Linked DNA regions of Mus musculus: region 2 is linked to region 1. Evidence: chromatin contacts called from public HiCAR-type data. All regions are on one chromosome and are shown on one strand. The core of a region is the stretch at or near the end of the contact, and the rest is flanking DNA. Distances in the headings are between cores, read along the strand shown. Region 1 overlaps Rassf8 (Ras association (RalGDS/AF-6) domain family (N-terminal) member 8). Region 2 overlaps Itpr2 (inositol 1,4,5-triphosphate receptor 2).

What was found. HiCAR-type assays count read pairs that join an accessible place to other places.
Region 2: a contact with region 1 is called in a HiCAR-type map of astrocytes, with 3 times the contacts expected there. The contact joins two enhancer-like sites. A contact is called at or near these places in 1 of 484 Hi-C or Micro-C datasets (bone marrow-derived macrophages) and 2 of 115 datasets of contacts at active chromatin or transcription factors (astrocytes and embryonic stem cells).

The regions. Positions count from the first base shown.
Region 1 is chr6:145,791,252-145,795,199 of GRCm38.p6, forward strand. The region is part of intron 1 of Rassf8 (Ras association (RalGDS/AF-6) domain family (N-terminal) member 8); the gene reads left to right. Among named protein-coding and RNA genes, the nearest start is that of Gm15704, 45 kb to the left of the region's middle. Within about 2 kb of position 2,215, at least 58 of the 459 cell types and tissues checked have an H3K27ac peak or open chromatin away from gene starts, as enhancers often do. A contact at or near this core is called in astrocytes, where this site is marked.
Region 2 is chr6:146,356,378-146,360,325 of GRCm38.p6, forward strand. Itpr2 (inositol 1,4,5-triphosphate receptor 2) reads right to left here. Exons shown (of 57, transcript NM_019923.4): 22 at 2,917-3,110. Among named protein-coding and RNA genes, the nearest start is that of Gm35596, 140 kb to the left of the region's middle. Within about 2 kb of position 1,699, at least 28 of the 459 cell types and tissues checked have an H3K27ac peak or open chromatin away from gene starts, as enhancers often do. A contact at or near this core is called in astrocytes, where this site is marked.

The DNA.
Region 1 (3,948 bases), core at 965-3,464:
AGTGCCAGCGTGGAACACTTAGTGGTGAATGGCAACAGGTTTTCTATGTGTCGTAGCACAGATGAACATGGCAAGTGTTGTGCTAAGTCACAGAAGCTGGTCACGGAAAGCACATGCTGCTAGATCCGTTTCCATCCGGATGGCCCTTATGACACAGGAGGCAGTGCAGCACTGTGAGCCATTATTGCTAAGACGGAGATAAATTACAACATAAAGAGGTTGAGCCATGAATCAAGTTGTATGTTTTAAAATGTTTCAGCCCCTGCTTCACCCCACTGCCCCCAAATTCAGCAGGTTATGGCTATTTTCATCTTCGCAAAGCCTCGTCTAGGGCTGTCATGGCAAGTGGCAAGAGGGCACTCATAGGTTTGAGGCTTTGGGGACCAGGGAATGAGGACAGTCCCAAACTGATTGTGGTAATTGTTACACAATCAACTTATGCTGATTAAATGAAATGTTAGTGAACCTGAGGAACAAACTAGATAATGCGGACAATTCACTGCGCTACACTTTAAGCAAGAAAGACTGAAGGGCTGCAGGCCCCCGAGGAGGATCCTGGGACACGAACAAACATCGGTTATGTTTTTAGGATTCACAGCTTAAGCCCACTTAAATGACTAACTTGCCAGTTAGGAGTTCAGACCTTCACAGATAAGAGGCTGCTGCTGAGGGTTCTGACGGCCTTGGAGCAGAGAACTTCCTGGAAATCAGATTTATAAGCCATTAATCATTAGTATAAATCTAACTTTTATCAAGGACCTATTGTACATCAATTAAGGTTTATCAGCCACATCCCTATCAGCGACCACATCCCTAGTAGTGGAAGCCACCAGAAGGAAGGACAGAGGCAAGTAGACCTGGCGATTCTGTAGACATGCTTAACCCTTGAGGGAGCATCCTCAAGTGGAGGCTGGGGAGGACCAGACAGATGGGAGAAGGCATAGGAGGAGGGATGAGCAGTCAGGACAGGAGAGCACAGAGGAGAGGCCAGAACATTGATGCTGTGGGGTCATCCCAAGAGGAAGATACTTCAGGAAACGTGAGGGAAGGGCACACAGGAGGCACAGCCTGCAGCACACAGTTCTTGGTGACACTGTCAGCTGTGTTATCTGAGGAGAGATGGAGATAAATTATGAGGCAGAACTGTCAATGGGAATTGTGTGTTTAAAGTGTTCGTGCTGCACTCTGCTCCATTCCCCAAGTCAGCAATGATTTTATTTCCTCAAAGCCTCTCCTACTTTCTGGATGTTTTCAGTGAACATACTTTACTTTTGCAGTAGAGGAAGTTGTTTTAGGAATCCAAGGTTACACTGATGTGCAATACCCTTGTCAATGTCCCGGATACAATACTCCAAACAGGGCTTCATGAAGAAACGGCTCGCTCTCTATCACACTCCTTCTTTATGTTTTTGTGGTGAAACAAGGAACTGTTGTCAGGGTTAAACCCCTTGCTAACCAAGGCGTCTTTCCTGAATTGTTCCTTGTCATCGAGAAGCACTGTAGATCGTCCTTGAGCTTCCTGCTTGCAGCCAGATCTAGGCCTCCCCTGAAACAGTGCAGTAGACTTGTCTCACCCTTCGTAAGATGGGTGGGATATTTGGCTGAAGGCGCAGTGATAGACTAAGCTGGCTTTTGTTTTGCTTTGGTTTGGTTTTGAGATGGGGTTTAGCTATTCAACTCAGGCTGCTTTCAGAAATGTGAATTGTCTCAGCTTACATCCCACACTCCTGTGCTCTGAATCACACCACCAGTGCCCACCAGTGCCCACCAGTGCCCACCAGTGCCCACCAGTGCAGGCTCTTCCTTCTATTTGGTTTCATATATGTGGAGCCCTGAAGCAGCCCTGGCTACTTTACACTTCTATGAAGCAATATTAAACATCACTGCAGTCTTTAGCTGAGGAATGCCTGGGAGTGGCCATATTTATACAGTAAGAACTCTGGATAGCCCTTCCAACTCTGCCTTACATCTTACTAGCTTGGCAGCTATTCCACAGATCTCTATTGCCAGGAAAGTATTCCACAGCCTCTCCTCTGCCCTCAGTGATGGACTTAAGTCTGTTAGTCTCTGGTGCTGGTTCCTGTCTTCTGCTCTCTGCTGCCTGCGGTAAGGGGTGGGGAGATCTACCCTCACATCTTTCATTCCTCTAACCAGCGGCTGGGAGAGCCTTGCCAGTGTTGTCTTGCATCTTTCTAATAGGGAAGAGTGACCTCTGGTGGCTAAAACCATAAGCCCCAAAGTAACAAAAAAGCTCAGGTCACCTCTGCTTAATGTCCCCTCACTTCAGACTGTGTCAGGCACACATTCCACATCCGTGAATGTCTCTGGCTACATGTTTACCGGCTGTATCTCTTGTTACTACCACACATGCCCTGCATGCATAGTCAGCCTTAACTCCAGACCCCAGGTAGTATTCAGCTGGCACTCCTGTTTAGTGATAAATCCTTAAACCTCAATAACTTAACATGTTTGTTGGTTTGTTTGTTTTACCTGTTGACTAGAGAGCTACACTGTCTGATTCATACTCTAGCTGCAGCCTGTCTGCCCCAGCTGTCTGGCAGGTACCGGGCGGCATCCTCAGCTTGGTTGGTGTGCCATTAATGCAGCCTGGTTGTCTGGCAGTTGTGGGCTCACATCAGTCTTTCAATGTCTAATTTCTTGTGGCTCACTTTTTAAATGAGCGGTGTTAGTAACTTACAAGGAGGCCCAGACTGCTGAAAACAGAGATGAAAATAAATTCAAGTAGCAACAAAGTAAAGGGCAGCATTGCCTGTGGGTTACAGATTATCCTATAGAATGTGTGAATGGCTCATCCTTTTGTGAGAATGAAGGTCAGTGGTATGGGTGGTTTATACTTAATGTTAAAATCATTCTTAGTTTTTCCCTGTGATTAAAAGATTGTCTTATTCAAAAGATGAGAAAAACATCTTTGATTAAAAGCCATGGGGTCTAAGACATTTCTGTGGAAATATATATCCACATTGTTTCCATTTCACAGTCCTAGAGGGGGACTCAGGGCCCACATGCTTACACTTTATTTCTGTTTTAAGAAAGCTCTAGCAGGGTTCAGGAACTGGCTTTTAAAATTTACCTGTCTAGGTAAGATACAGCATTGGGTGTTTTTCACACACAGATTGTCTGTGCAGACTGCAACTCTCATGGAACAGTACTGACCCCATCGCAAAATTCCAGGCTGTCATTGAGAAACAGAAACTCCCATGGTAGCTGCTTGCAATAGAAAAGCATCATTTGAGTGAGAAATATTTCTTTTAAAAGCTAGTGGTGATTCTGAATTTGAATTTTCTCTAAAATTCAGTTCCAGTAGGTAAGTAGCTCTGGAGTTGAGCCTGGAACAAAACCTCAAGAATGCATTTCCTCCTCATGAAGCATGGGTGGTTATCAGGATCAGCTGTGTATTATAAAATACAACCCATAATACCACAAAAAGGTGGTCATCCCAGATGCCAGGACATACTTACTATGTTACTGGACCATTAGCCACTCCTCTGATACCTAAGACATAGTAACTTCCTAAGTGTGTTTTCAGTATTTTAATAGTGTTTTGTAGAAATACAGTATTTCAGTGCCCTTTTGTAACCTAAAGAGAGAGACTGCAGTTTCCAGTGCCGCCAGAAGGGGCGCCAGTCTTCTGCTACTGGAGTTAGAGGCAGTGTGAGACACAGCGCATGGGTGCTGGGAACCAAAGGATTCTCTGAAGAGCAGCAAGTACCCTTAACCATGGAGCCATGTCTCCAGCTCCTACGAGTGTCTGTATTAAGGTTCAGTGCTACAGAAGTGATCTGTAAGGTGCCAGGATGAGAGAGCGGCAGTGTCAGATACATTGCAGAGGCAACAGCAGCTATAGTTATGTACAGGTAATGCAATTTAGAACCTTGTTGTTGCCAGGAAGGATGGTCAGAGGTGTTGTAAACTAAAAGACAGCCTGCA
Region 2 (3,948 bases), core at 449-2,948, 560 kb after region 1:
TCTTCAACCTTTCCAACCCCCTTCCTGCCCTCTCCTTCTCTCTCTCTTCCTCCCTCCCCTCCCTCTTTCCCCTCTCATCTCCATCCTTTCCTACCCACTTTCTGTCCTCTTCCCTCCATCTCCACCATCCTCTTCTCCACACTTTAAAGGTCTTAATGCTTCACTAAGGAGGAAGCAAGCTCACGTCAGCTGCTCTTCGCTAAATTCATCCACATTGGTTTGCCAGGCAGAGGAAGATGGTAAGGTATACAAAAAGTGCCCGCAGGACTGGAAAGATGCTGCTCTTGCGGTATTTAAGTTGAATCCCAGCATCCTGTCAGATGCTGCACAACCACCTGTAACTCCAGCTCCAGGAAATCCAGTGCTGCCTTCTGGCCTCTGCAGGCATCTGCATTCATGTGCATAACCCCCCCACACACATGCACACACACACACATGCACACACACACACACATGCATACACACATGCATACACAAACACATGCACACATACACACATGCATACACACATGCATACACACATGCATACACACACACATGCATACACACACACATGCACACACACACATGCATACACACACACATGCATACACACACACATGCACACACACACATGCATACACACACACATGCATACAGAAATTAAAAATCCCTTTAATATAATATTTTCAGGAGGCCAGGTTGTAAATGTGGCTCTTGATGAATATAAAGTCCAGAGAGAAAAATAAACCCCACAGCAACTCTTCTATTAACCTGCTGTGAATACAACATATGCTGGATAGGGAGACTCCAGTGAATGGGGATTTATAGGGTGTAGGGAAGACCAACATTGGGAACCATTGACTAATAAAGAGCCTGGGGCTTGGTCCTGAAGCGGGAGAGTGGAGACAGAAGCCAGGCTATGGGTACTCAGTACACAGGGGATTTTAAAACTCAGATGCCCAAAGGAAGAAAAGAAGAATTCAACATGAGACACAAATGAAGCTCTCCCTTCTGCTGGAGATGAGAACTCACAGGATTTCGTTTTATGACCTTTGCTCCCCCTAATGTTCCTAATTATGAAGCTGCAGATACAGTGTAAGATATGGAGACAGATAACAAGATAGAGAAAAAGCCAGGCATGGTGGCTCACACCCATAATCCCAACATTCTCAGCACTGCGGGGCTGAGGCAGGAGAATTCTCATGGGTTCAAGACCAGCCTAAATGAAGTCTGGGCCAGCCCACAAAACAAATGTGTCTTAGCAAAATAAAAATAAAATTTAAAATGTGTAAATGCAGAGAAAGAGAGAGAATAAGGTCAGAGGGAAGAACAAGACAATGTTCACTGAAAAACGTATTTTATTTAAATGGGGTAAAGAGGGGCAGCTCCTGAGGAGGAAGAGCTGGCAGAAAGCAGTCAGTGTAGCTCCAGGGGTTGTTGGAGAGTTGCTCTGAGAGTCTGTGAAAAAGGAGATCTTGCCTGAAGTCAGGCAAGGAGGCTCAGGGGACACTCTCCAAGTGCTGGATGGCAGCTAAAGTGAGCAGAGTGTGGCTGCAGCACACAGCATCTCCTCAGGGTTACTGTGAGAGGCACTGGTGTTGAAGATGAGGCCACATGTCAGAGGTCATCCACTGGCGGGGGATGGAGGGGGCTGGGACCCCACAGACAGACAGGAAACAACACTGAACTGAGCCCAGAGGTCCCTTTCTCAGCTTCAGGGTAAGCTGAACATGACATGAATTTTCAAGGCCATGAACACAGAGTAGGAAAGGCTGCCAACATTTCTCAGGACATGGCCTTTGGAAACCCTGGAGGAACTGGGAAATGTGTTATGACTATAAATCTAATTACTTTGAATGAGAAATGCACGGAGCCTTCCAGGACTGCTGACCTGCTTCTGAGAGCTCAGTCTATGCTCGGTGATGACGAAAGATTTGGGAAACTGTTCACATCTTAAAACAATCTTGAAAGCTACAGGCTCCATTCCCAACTCTAGAAGAAATGCTATCACAAAGGTACCATGAGCCTGTTTCCCAGACTCACCCCAAAGCGAAAATGCTAGAAACATAGCCTCTGTGAGGAGGGGTCTGATGCATGAAATAACAGCTCATTAAATTGATAAGGCTAAGTATTAAACTTGGCTAATGTGCAAAAAACCAAAAAAGCATCCCCAGCCCCTTAGAAACAAAGTAATTACGTAAAGTAATAAGTCAGCAATTAGTATGTTTGGTAAATAATGATTGGGTGGCAAGGGTCTTGTTATGTTGCTCAGGCTGGCCTTGAACTCATAGAAATCCTCCTGCCTCAGCCTTCTGGGTGCTAAAATTATAGGAGTATATCAGTGTGTCTGCCATAAAATTTTTGAGTTTCCTGTGACAACAAGAAATCTGGATATGTGGAACACACAAATATGTTTCAAGCAATTAAACACAGAAAAGTGGTTAGGATATCATCATTAACTGTGCCTGCCTTAAAATCCTTCTTAAATGTTAAAAATATTCCATCTCAGTCAAAACCAGCTGATAATAAACACACAGGAAAGCTATGTTAGCACCTCAAAGCCCTCCATGATTGCTAGATACCATTAGTGTAGTTGCTGGGACAAAACAACGGGGTAGGTGTGCACAGCAGCATCAATGTGAGATTGTCAGCTGTTACTCACCTAAAAGTAATAATAAAATAAAGGCAACAGCCTTCCAGAATAAAGAGAGACCAGTGACAATTCAGAATCATATCACACCGATAGCATTTCAACATAGTTACACAGCAAAACCAGGTATCATGCCTAACACCTGGATTCTCAGCACTCAGAAAGCTGAGGCAGGAGGCTAGCCACAAATTACACAGAGACATATACACACACGTGTGCACACACATGTACAGATACACAGACATACACACACACACAGTGACAGAGAACAATGCTGGACATACCTGTAAAATCTCGATAACCTTCAGCTTGGTGTCCATCACTGTCACATCCTCCTGCTCGCCGGGGCTCGCCTGCTTGCTGGGGTGGACGATGGGCTGTGCGTCGGGCACACTCACTGGGAAGATGGAGCCTCTGCTGAGCACCATCTGTGTCATCATCTCTCCCACTCCGTGGATGGTCCTCATGACATTGTTGCCTGGCACAAGAAGAGGACTCAGTCAACACAGACAAGGCATGGGTGACCACAGCATCAGCAGGGCTTGCTCATTATCTAATGAGGACTTGACTGCAGCCTTCACACCCCTACATGTAACTCGTCGTTGCATTTTGGGGATTTCTATGTTGCTATTCATTAATGTACAAGCTAGGGCATATCGGCGCAATGGGCATTGGGAGTTACAGTGTTATAGAATGGTTTGACAAATGAGAAGAAATGTTTTTTGTCTCTAAGATACAGCAAATTACTAGTGGAGAATCAAAGACTGTGACCAAGTCCCTGTAAGCAAATTAAGACGGTTATTTTTTTTCTCTCTCTCTTTTATAAAATGTTTCAACCCTCAAGTTTAACCTCTAGAGGGACCAGGTAGAGAGGATGGAGTCTGTCGCTCCCTCCATGAGAGGCTGAGGTAGAAGGATAGACAAAGCTCATGTGCTCTAGGCAACATAGCCAGAGCCTGCTTCAAAAGAAAAGAGAATTTAAAACCCCAAAGCACAAGCATTCTGTGGAAGCTCGGAGAAAACCCGAATTCACCCTGTGGTTTCTCTGACTCTTACTGCTTTTCACCATCCGTTTTAGAAGTGACTTAACTAAGTGATAAAGAATCGAGACACCACCACCCCACTCACCCCACCCCACCCCTTCAGACCCCACCCCACCCCCCCAGCACAGAGCCCTCCATTGCTCAATAAACACCTTGATGAGCGTCATCCACAAGATTGCTTCAGTGGTTTCAGTCGGTTGTTTTGTTTATAAAAAGAGAGTTGGGGACATTCTTAATTGGTTCAAAACACTAAAGCTGACCTCTTCACTTTGT